3 separate regions of the Mus musculus genome follow, and regions 1 and 3 are each linked to region 2. A link is a contact called in public Hi-C and HiChIP or PLAC-seq data. All regions are on one chromosome and are shown on one strand. The core of a region is the stretch at or near the end of the contact, and the rest is flanking DNA. Distances in the headings are between cores, read along the strand shown. Region 1 overlaps Slc23a2 (solute carrier family 23 (nucleobase transporters), member 2). Region 2 overlaps 5330413P13Rik (RIKEN cDNA 5330413P13 gene). Region 3 overlaps Gm14051 (a long non-coding RNA gene).

Evidence for each region. A called contact is a pair of places that touch in the nucleus more often than the background predicts. HiChIP or PLAC-seq counts read pairs in DNA pulled down with a chosen protein or histone mark.
Region 1: a contact with region 2 is called in an H3K4me3 HiChIP or PLAC-seq map of bone marrow-derived macrophages, with 4 times the contacts expected there. The contact joins two enhancer-like sites. A contact is called at or near these places in 2 of 15 datasets of contacts at CTCF or cohesin (the NIH/3T3 cell line and large pre-B cells), 2 of 115 datasets of contacts at active chromatin or transcription factors (bone marrow-derived macrophages and large pre-B cells) and 3 of 9 other capture datasets (adipose tissue, embryonic stem cells and liver).
Region 3: a contact with region 2 is called in a Hi-C map of the N1E-115 cell line, with 2.6 times the contacts expected there. The contact joins two enhancer-like sites. A contact is called at or near these places in 4 of 15 datasets of contacts at CTCF or cohesin (the NIH/3T3 cell line, large pre-B cells, pro-B cells and 1 more), 13 of 484 Hi-C or Micro-C datasets (B cells, the G1E-ER4 cell line, MC3T3-E1-derived osteoblasts and 9 more), 3 of 115 datasets of contacts at active chromatin or transcription factors (bone marrow-derived dendritic cells, embryonic stem cells and large pre-B cells) and 1 of 9 other capture datasets (embryonic stem cells).

The regions. Positions count from the first base shown.
Region 1 is chr2:132,083,016-132,086,766 of GRCm38.p6, forward strand. All of the region lies in intron 5 of Slc23a2 (solute carrier family 23 (nucleobase transporters), member 2), which reads right to left. Among named protein-coding and RNA genes, the nearest start is that of Gm31179, 54 kb to the left of the region's middle. Within about 2 kb of position 1,601, at least 66 of the 459 cell types and tissues checked have an H3K27ac peak or open chromatin away from gene starts, as enhancers often do. A contact at or near this core is called in bone marrow-derived macrophages, where this site is marked.
Region 2 is chr2:131,818,781-131,822,142 of GRCm38.p6, forward strand. 5330413P13Rik (RIKEN cDNA 5330413P13 gene) reads right to left here. Exons shown (of 3, transcript NR_029381.1): 3 at 1,226-3,362. Among named protein-coding and RNA genes, the nearest start is that of 5330413P13Rik, 27 kb to the right of the region's middle. Within about 2 kb of position 1,706, at least 58 of the 459 cell types and tissues checked have an H3K27ac peak or open chromatin away from gene starts, as enhancers often do. A contact at or near this core is called in the N1E-115 cell line and bone marrow-derived macrophages, where this site is marked.
Region 3 is chr2:132,210,255-132,213,561 of GRCm38.p6, forward strand. All of the region lies in intron 2 of Gm14051 (a long non-coding RNA gene), which reads left to right. Among named protein-coding and RNA genes, the nearest start is that of Tmem230, 36 kb to the right of the region's middle. Within about 2 kb of position 1,702, at least 12 of the 459 cell types and tissues checked have an H3K27ac peak or open chromatin away from gene starts, as enhancers often do. A contact at or near this core is called in the N1E-115 cell line, where this site is marked.

The DNA of each region.
Region 1 (3,751 bases), core at 351-2,850, 260 kb after region 2:
GGGGGGGGGCTCGGGGCGGGGAGATCAAGAAGGAAATACTCCCAGGACAACCAGCACCTCTCGGACATTTTTTTACCATATCAGATGACATTTTCCTTTGGATAATCTCCTTTGCAAACATTGTTAGCATAAAATGAAGCCAAATATAAGGCTGCATCACGTGGCACGGCTCTCTATCTGTTGACTGCAATACTGGTTATGTGACTGTGTACACAGGAAAACTCACCTGACTACACACTTTAGAAAAGGTGCATTTTATTGCATGTTAATACAATTAGGTGTTAATATAATTACTCATTAGATAATGGGTATTTACTTATTTAATCCATTTTTAAGACAGGGTCTCACTATGTAGCCTTGTCTGGCCTGCAAATCACCATGTAAACCGGGCTGGCTTCAAACTCACAGAGACCTATCTGCCTTAAAGTTATGTACACCACACCTAGCACAGGACTTTTTATCAATACTTTGAGGGAGTTTATGGGTATGCTTGGTAAAGCACTGCTACTGGGTAACAGTCTCAAAGCTGTGTGAAGTGGAAGGCGCTTCCTTCCCCTAACATCTGGTGAGAACCTGACTCCTTTCACCCTTGTTAGCCACCAGCCTAGAGAGGAGAAGCATCAAGGAAGAGAATGGGCAACCTGTGGTATGGGGAATGTGCCAGGCTAGCATATCTCATGGTCAAATAAAAAGAGGTGTAGAGAAGACAGATGGTGATGTGGCCTGCCTTTGATCCCAGCACTCAGAAGACAGAGACATATGGGTCTCTGTGAGTTTAACGCCAGCCTAGTCTATAAGAGCTAGTTTCAGGACAGCCAGGGCTACACAGAGAAACCCTGTTTTAAGAAACCCCCCCCCCCCACACACACACACCAAAAAACAGTGTAGAGGGAACAAAATTTGTTAAATCCAAAAATAGCAAAGAGTCAGGCAGTCTTTTAATCCCTGACACCTTGAAGATTAAAACAACAACGATAAAGAGTAATCTGTGGAAACATGGACAGCATCCCTGCCCCAGCAAACATGCAATGGAGGCTGGACGGGCTCAGGCCTCAGGAGGAGCTGGGTCGAATGACCGCTGCTGTTTTCTAATCCATCCAAGTCAGGACGCTGCCTGTGTGAGCAGGGGGCACACCCAATCCTGTAATAGTCATCAGGGACACGCTGCTCCACCAAACTTCTACCTCCCTTCCAGAGCCCAGGTAATAATGACAGCTCACGGCACCAGCAGGGCAGGCACTACCGTGCACAACACTCATTAACATGCTACATATTATTTTTCATCCGGGGGAATGGTCTTTGAGGAGCTAGGCAGTGTGGCTGAATTCTCATGGCTGGTAAGTGGTACAAAGGAATCCAAGCCACCACGTCTATGGTGAGTCTAGTCACCCAGTGAAGCTGACTAGAAATGATGTCTTTCAAGGTCATTTCCTTCCGGGTTTGCAGTGGCCTTCCACTTCACCACACTACTTAAGATGCTTTCTTAGTAACGTAGGCAGTAAACTTTTTATTTGTGGGAAATGCTACAACCAGCTATTATGTGCTGCTTGGCATGGCGTAATCTAAAGGTCATGATGTCACCGACTTGGCAGTTTGGATGAAACATTCACCCTGAATCATCCATGCCTCTGGCCCATCTTCCAGCTCACAGCAAGTGAGAGACTATGCACCCAGTCAGACAGCACCATAAGGACACAACCAGACAAACTGGGGTCTGAGTCCATGACACCTAGCCTGGACTTTAAAACGTTGAGAGACATAGCAAGCAAAACACTGTACAAGCTTAATTGGACCATGGCTTGGAGAGGCTTGGGGAACAGCTATAACACATCTTTTAGGGACAACTGGGGAAATTAAATGTAGACTGCATATTAGATGATATGATGGTATAATTATTTTCTCAAGTTGATAAATGGCATTGTGGTTACTCAGAGACTATCATCCCATTTAGAGTGGAATAGCATGCTATCTGCAACTTCACTTCCAACTGGTTCACAAACACAAGGACTCCTCCTCAGGGATGATGAAATGTGGGGAAATTTCCAACCTCCCTAAATAACCTCTCTGCACTCTGATAGTGAGGGCTCAACATCCCCAGATGTAAGACCTGGAAAGTGTGCTGCCCTCAGGGAGTATACCACTTGTGCAAGACCCCACTCCCCACCAGCCCACTACATACATACTACACATTGCCACACACACCCTATGGCTACAAGAAGCTAATAAGGTAGAAAGCAGGAGACTTTCTCTTATGGGCAGTGGCTAATCAGAAACCAGATACTGAACTAGTGTCAGTGGCTCAGCAAAGGAATCTGCTATCTGCTTAAGCAGGTTTGTGCCTGACCACGAGAGGCCCCTTTGGTAGCCCCTACCTGCACTCTTACATTATTGGGGATGACCGAGTAGTGAGGCTCCTGGAGCAGGCTTGAGGGGTCCTCTAAAGACAGTGGGGTTCTCTTCTAGCCACATCTGTGAGAAAAATCAGTGAGGCAGAGAAGCACAGGGTTTCAGAGAACCTTCCTCCAAGGTGACTCCACAGAGGTGGGGGCCTCTAGCCATGCCTACTGCAAGCTGGCGGCTGTGGGTTAAGGAGAATCTGAATAACCCTACCCGGATGAGAGGAAAAGGGAGCTTTTAAAAGGGTTTAGAACGAGCTCTTAGAACAAGCTCAAGGGGTAGCTAAAACTAACCAAATGTAACCAAGCAAGTAACCAAATGTAGAACTGTTGAGTCTCTATCAAAGGAGCTGAGCAATGAAGATGAAGTACAGGGAGAGGCAATGCGGGAAGGCAGAGGGGATGCCCGGGAAGAGGTGTCCTGGAAATCAGCCCACCCAACATACACATGCTCTAGGGAGTGAGCCTCACAACCCCCTATGGAAACGATGGTGGTCCCCAGAGACAAGGAAGACACTCTCAGGCAGCAAAGCAGGGAAGGAAGGGTCTGCCAGAGAGGAGCACTGTGGGCTCAGCCTTAGGTTTGCCAGAGAGGAGCACTCTGGGCTTAGCCTTAGGTCTGCCAGGGAGGTACACGCAGGGCTCAGCCTTCAAATCCAACATCTTTCCTGAATCTATTTTTATGGAACAATAGTTTCAAGGCTGCAATAATGAAGCGGGGAGGATCTACGCACAGGCCACTCCTAGCTTCCTCAGAAGAGGCAGGGCTCAATCACCTTAGCTGCCCAATGTGATGGAAGCATCAGGTGCCAACAGATGCCAGAAAAACACATAATACAGAACTTATAACACAACACAGATAACCACCAGAGTTGGGAAATCCAAGAAATCACAAAAGTTTAACTTGAAAAAACTTCCATGAGGGGAAGGCTGAAAAAATGACTAGTAAGCCAAAACACAAACCATCTACATACAATCCTTTAGCTGAGCGGTGGGATCAGCCCAGCTCTGGGCTCCATCCCCACACCACCACACCCCTCCCCATCTATCCACTCTTGCATCTCCTTGGTGTGAACTGCTTGTTTTAAACAGAGAAATTTAAAACGCCAACTGAGATGCTAATTCTCAGCACCGGTGATGGTCCACACCACGATCTAGCAGTTACACTCCACAACTGCCCAATTATCTGCGAAGTTACAAAAGATGATTAAGATACAGACAGTAACTGTCACCCAGGGACACTGAAGGCAGTCTCCCTCATCCTCCCAAGGAGATGATAGCTGCCTATGTCCTGAGGCTGAGAAGGTATGTCCCACCACTCTTCTGTGGTCATATGGCTAAGGCCTTCAAGGCAC
Region 2 (3,362 bases), core at 456-2,955:
TCAGCCTCCAAAGCCTGGCATTATAAGCATACGCCACCATGACCCTCTGTGATGGTTTGAATATCCTTGGACCAGGGAGTGGCACCATCTGGAGGTGTGGCCTTGTTGGAATAGGTGTGACCTGGTTGGAATGGGTGTGTCACTGTGGGTGTGGGTATAAGACCCTCACCCTAGTTGCCTGGAAGTCAGTCTTCCACTAGCAGCCTTTGGATGAAGACATAGAACTCTCAGCTCCTCCTGTACCATGCCTGCCTGGATACTGCCATGCTCCCACCTTGATGACAATGGACTGAACCTCTGAACCTGTAAGCCAGCCCCAAGTAAATGTTGTTTTTTATAAGACTTGCCTTGGTCATGGTATCTGTTCACAGCAGTAAAACCCTAACCAAAACACCCTCCCATGAATATAATGTAGGATGGTCAAATTTAGTTAATGTACAAATCACTTCACATTCTTGTTTTTGTAGGAAAAAAATATTTTAAATGTATTCTCAGTAACTTTGAAGTATAGGATAGATAATTATTAGCTCTGCTCATCATGAATTTAGTATGAAAGACTCATGTTTTTGTGAGCCTTAGAAGTAATAAACTTCGTTCTCTCCTCCACAAATCCTTATGGGCGATTGCATTATGGCCCCATTCACCTTACATTTTACTTGGCTATGTTTACGACTTGGAATCTTTCAGTCTAAGCATACAGTTCGCATTTCCATTTGTCTAAGTCCCTGGTCTTCAGAAGCCTTTTGGAGTCCTGTTACTTTATCCCTTTTACATTAAGTTTAAGCCCAAGGCTTTCTCTTTTGCACCTCCAGGATGGACAACCTGTCTCTTTCCAAACTTGCACGAGGGTGAGTCTGTTGTTTTTTCTTAAAGCATGGTGCTGGTGTGGGGGTTGGATGCAAATGTTGTTTCTAACTAAGGGTATGTCCAGCAACCCCTTTTTACTTAGTACTTACTATGAAATTTAACATGCATGTTTTCTAGATGCTTAAGAAAGACGCCATCACATCTAGTCCCTTGGGTTGAAACTAAGTAAATCTCATTTTAATTAGTCTTAATGTATATGTTCCAGGAATAGAGTATTAATGATCTTTTGAGTCTCATATAAAATGCTTTAATACTTCCCTTATCAAACATTGTGAAGTTTAACAGAAAATTAAAGGGAATAACCAGCCTATTTTGTGACACATAGTGTCCATAAATATCACAAGTGCATATGACTATTGATATAATTAATAAATTTTATTTTACTTATAGTTTTACAAATTGTGGGAATTTCAGGTGAATCTGTCCCTTTTAATGTGGCTTCACCCTTGTGAGGATTTGAAATTTAAAACATATTTATTTCATAATATTTTTGTATATTTGAGAACTTTAATATAGTTTGCTAATATCTGGGTGAGAAATTTGGGACTCACAGTAAGTGCTTGAATTCCTGATCCTGCACTACTCTCACTGAACACTGGGGGGCAGCATTGTGAAAGAAACCCAGCAAGGATCCTCCAAAGCGTCATGAAATGTTCATACAGTTAAACCTTAAGTTGAAGGTCTGTCCTTGCCATTTCAGACTCTTCCCAAACTGTTTTTATTAAGTGTTTCGTGTATAAAAATCACACAATAATAATAATTCAGTAAGAACGATGAGAGTACCGTCAAATCCCTCACTTTGATCTTGACTCAGTCTTTGCCGCTGACCATGCTGTAGGAAACTGTAGCCTGCCACTGGCCCCGCCCTCCAGCCGTTACCGCTCTCTGCTTCCTTTCCATAGTGCATATCGAATCCTAGCGTTTTTGATAATTTCCTTCTTATGGTTTCAGGTCCCAAACTTTAGCGCCTGAAGTGTAAGTTCTCAGGAGACGGTTTCGTCCTAATATGTATACCACAAGCCCGAGAGAGATGTACAGCAAGTGTTTGCTGAGTAAATGATTGGTGCTGATGGGGGTTTGTAATGATGGTGGCAAGGGCTTTGAAGGTGGTTATAGTGGAGATGGCAGTGGGTCAGCACAAGAATCAGCAGCTGATGCTGTAGCCGTTGCCATGATACTTACCTTCTTATGGTTGGCAAGGGTGATCTGGGAAGATGGAATCCAAACCTAAGACCAGATGACTTCTAGAAGGTTCTAGAGATCTCAACCTCTGAAAGAGCTTTGTCAGCGTGTGAGCTCTGGCATTCAATTCCTAAGTGGAAATAGGGAGGATTGGTCCTCATGTGCATGTATATACATGTGCATATATATATATATATATGGGGTAGGGTGGGGTGGGGGCACCACACTCCTGCATTCCGGTCACAATTGAGGCTCCAAAGAGAAGAAAACACATCAAACCTACAGATCAGCCCAGCACATGACTGGGTGAGGAGCCACAGGCAAAACTGTGCCTGCTTATGTTTAACACCAAGGGCCCAGGGAGGAGCTGCTTGCTGTAAAGTGAAAAACTGAGCCAGCAGGGGGAGCTAGAGGGAGAAAACGGTGGATGGCTATGATCAAAGTACATTATATAAACATGAAATTTTCAAAGAGTAAAATATATGAAATACTTTGGAGGGGTTTTTGCTTTAAAAATACGATTTTTTAAGATTTATTTTTATATGCAGGGCATGCGAGGTGTCTGGGGAATGGGGGCTGCCTGTGGAGGCCAGGAGAGTGCCTTGCATCCCCTAGAGATGGGAGTTGCAGGTGGCTATGAGCAGGGCCTCTTGGAGGAGACACAATGGTTCTTAGCCACAGAACCATCATCTCTCAAGCCCCAAGGGATGGTACAAGGGAACCAGAACTTTCCAAGGGTGACTGGCCACCAGAGGGAGGAAGTGTTGGAGGCAGGCAGAGTTGGGAAGGAGAATCACCATGAGGGAAACATTATGAAATTTGACCTGCGTTCCATCATTTTATATGCTAATTGAAAGCTAAATGAATCAGTAAAAGAAAATTCTATTAACGAATGCACTCTATTCATGAACTGCAGGGTTGGCTAGACTCCTGGAACGCATACCAGACACTGAGAAACCTGCCTGCCATCCCTGCCCAGGCTCCTTAGGATTTTCAACAAACCATAGTCACCCAGATTGGCATGTGTGAGATCAATCTACACTGTCCCAGGCAAGCAGCCCCCAGCCTCTTCAACACAAAAGCCAAGCACAAGGGTATTGTGCTAGAAATGCAAGCCCACGAGGTAATCATGGGAGAATCAGGCTCAGAGGCAGCAGAGGAAGAATTCCTGCATCCCAGATACTCAGACCATGGAAAGGGAAGATACAGTCCAGATGTCTCCTGACCAATGTGCCTCTCTTCCAGGGAGGGTGTGGTTAGCAGGGGCTCATCAAAGAGTCTGGGGAGCCCTGGCCTAGGCCAGGTACCGGGTT
Region 3 (3,307 bases), core at 452-2,951, 390 kb after region 2:
TCACCGCAGTAAAACCCTAAGACAGGAGTGCCCTGGATTTCCATGGTTTACCTCCTCTAGCTGATTGCCTTTCCAATAAGGATATTCTCTTGTAGAACTGGGACTATGTCCCTAGCTTCTTATGGGCAGAAAAATTGTTCCAGGGCTCTTGTGAGACTAGCCAGCAGTGGGGAAACAGTAGCGCACAGACTGGTTGCTTGAGCATGGGCCCCAGAGGCCCTTACCACTCCTTACTGCTCATTCCCACCAGCTTCTCATACCAAAATCAAGTGAAGAATAATTAGATTAAAACCAGAGCCCCTCAGACCTTACTAAAGAAGTTTCTTTGTGGGCTGGAGAGATGGCTCAGCGGTTAAGAGCACTGACTGCTCTTCCAGAGGTCCGGAGTTCAATTCCCAGTAACTACATGGTGGCTCACAGCCATCTGTAATGGGATCTGATGCCCTCTTCTGGTATGTCTGAAGGCAGCTATAGTAAACTCATATGTAAAAAATAAGCAAATCTATTTAAAAATGTATTTAAAGGAGTTTCTTTGTGTAATGGACCATCATTAACATAGAAATTCACAACCGGTCAATGTGCAGAGATTGTCTGTCGAGTGTTCAGATCCCATGATACATCTGTGTCACCCCCTTCCCAAAGGCTCAGGGACCATCCTGGAAGAATAGCCAGAAGGCGTGTGACAGACAGAGGTCAGAGAGGACTAGAGCAGTGTCTTCCGGGTGTGGCTGAGTTGCTGCATTCTGCGTTCACAAACCCAGAGCAGCTGTTCTTACCCACACAAGATCATGCAGGGCAGTCAATATTCTAGCACGGAAAGGGAGGGGGCTCTCGAACCACACTTCCAAATAAGGAACTGTGGGGAGCTGATGGGCTCAAGGGGAGGGAGAGTCAGTGTTCGTTGTCGGTGTGGACCTTAGTAGGTCAACCACACTCTACTACTAGGATGTCTCCACACTCAGCTCAGGTTGAACACAAGGGGTTACATTAAGGGTTTTTTTTTTTTTTTTCCAACAGGACATGAATTTGGAGGGGTGTAAGGAGGTGGGGTGGATCTTAGCAGAGTTTGGAGAGGTGGGGGTGACGATTATCAAAATACATTGTATGAACATCTCAAAGAATAAGAATATTAGCCGGAGGACTGGCGAGATGGCTCAGTAAGTAAGAGCACTGACTGTTCCTCTGAAGGTCCTGAGTTCAAATCCCAGCAACCACATGGTGGCTCACAACCATCCGTAATAAGATCAGATGCCCTCTTCTGGTGTGTCTGAAGACAGCAACAATGTACTTATTTATAATAATAAATAAATCTTTGGGCCAGAGTGAGCGGGGCCGACCAGAGCGAGCAGAGATACTAAATTACCAACAACCACATGAAGGCTCACAACCACAACCATCTGTACAGCTACAGTGTACTCATATACATAAAATAAATAAATCTTAAAAAAAAAAAAAAGAATATTAGCCGGGCATGGTGATGCATGCCTTTAATCCCAGCACTCGGGAGGCAGAAGCAGGCAGATTTCTGAGTTCGAGGCCAGCCTAGTCTACAAAGTGAGTTCCAGGACAGCCAGGGCTATACAGAAAAACCCTGTCTTGAAAAACCGAAAAAAAAAAAAAAAAAAGACTATTAAAAGGCGGGCTGGAGAGATGGTTCAGTGGTTAAGAGCACTGACTGCTCTTCCAGAATCCTGAATTCAATTCCCAACAACCACATGGCTCACAACCATCCGTAATGGTATCTGATGCCCTCTGAAGACAGCTATAGTATATTTATATGCATAAAATAAATAAATCCTTATTTTAAAAAAAAAGACTATTAAAAAGCAAAATGAGGGCCCCAGGGCATGCTCTGGCCCTGGGGCACATCAAGGACAGGAAGTGACCACTCCACAGACAGACTCTGACTCACTGGTTATATGGGGCACTGACCACACCCTTGCCTTGCCAGAGACCATAGTGTGGGTGAGACCAGGGCTCCTCTGGGGATGATCAATGCCATAATGGAGTGGAGGCAGAGGAGATTGGAGAAGCAGGGGTGGATACAGCTGAGGCTGGATCAGAAAGTGCCAGGCAAAGGGAGCTGCTCCAAAGCCCTGAACTCGAGCTCTGCTCAGGCATCATCATTGAGTGGTCCCCATTTCCACGCTGTCACGCACTGCGGAAATCTCACACAGCCTTGCTTAGTCATGGTCAGGCCAGCCAAGTCCAGTAAACCAAGTAGGCGACACATCATTGCCACACTGTCTTGCTTCCTGGATGGGGCTGGGATTGGCCAGCCAAGTTGCAGGCTCTGGCCTCAGGCCACTCAGCCAGTCAAGCAGGGTGAGTCATTCTTTAGAAGTCACTGTCCTCTTCTGATGGAGGTGAACTGTTTCTTTCTCCTCCTAGAGGTTGTGAATATTCTGGAAAAGGCAATGGGGAGGAGCAAAGAGCGTTTCTTTAAAAATAGAAGTGTTGCTGGGCACAGTGGTGAGCTATGAGTTTGAGGATAGCCTAGACTACATAGCTAGTTCAAGGTCAACCTAGGCTGTCTTAAAAAAAAATAAAAACAAAACAACAAAAAATAAAAACAAATCAAAATAAAAAACCAACCAAACCAACAGAAAATGTCAAAACTTGAACACACCCAGGGGAGTGTGTTGTCGCATCACATAGCTGAAGAGGTTCATACCTTGAATTCCACTCTCGTGGGTCAGCCCTCCTTACCCCTTGTGAACAAAAGTATGTTCATCTCCCTGCTAACTTCTTATTTCCTTTCTTTCTTTCTTTCTTTCTTTCTTTCTTTCTTTCTTTCTTTCTTTCTTTCTTTCTTCCTTCCTTCCTTCCTTCCTTCCTTCCTTCCTTCCTTCCTTCCTTTCTTTCTTCCTTCCTTTCTTTCTTTCTTTCTTTTCTGTTTTTTGTTTTTTTGAGACAGGGTTTCTCTGTGTAGTCCTGGCTGTCCTGGAACTCACTCTGTAGACCAGGCTGGCCTCGAACTCAGAAATCTGCCTGCCTCTGCCTCCCAAGTGCTGGGATTAAAGTCATGCACCACCACTGCCCGGCCCTGCTAACTTCTTTGTTTCCAGTCCCCTGCCTCCACCTCTACAGTCCCCTACTGCCCACCTATACTCACATGAGGCCCTGTTTAATCATCTAAGGCTCTCCCTGAGTTCTAAGTGATACAGACGCTGCACCCATCTCTGAATTTTGTGTACAGGTTGTTTGGAAGTTCCGAGAAGTGGGACAGTGAGGCAGAAGAATGGCCTCTTAAAGTGTGGGTTACCACCGTGGGACACAAGCTTGGGTCCTGTTGGGTCTCTCTGAG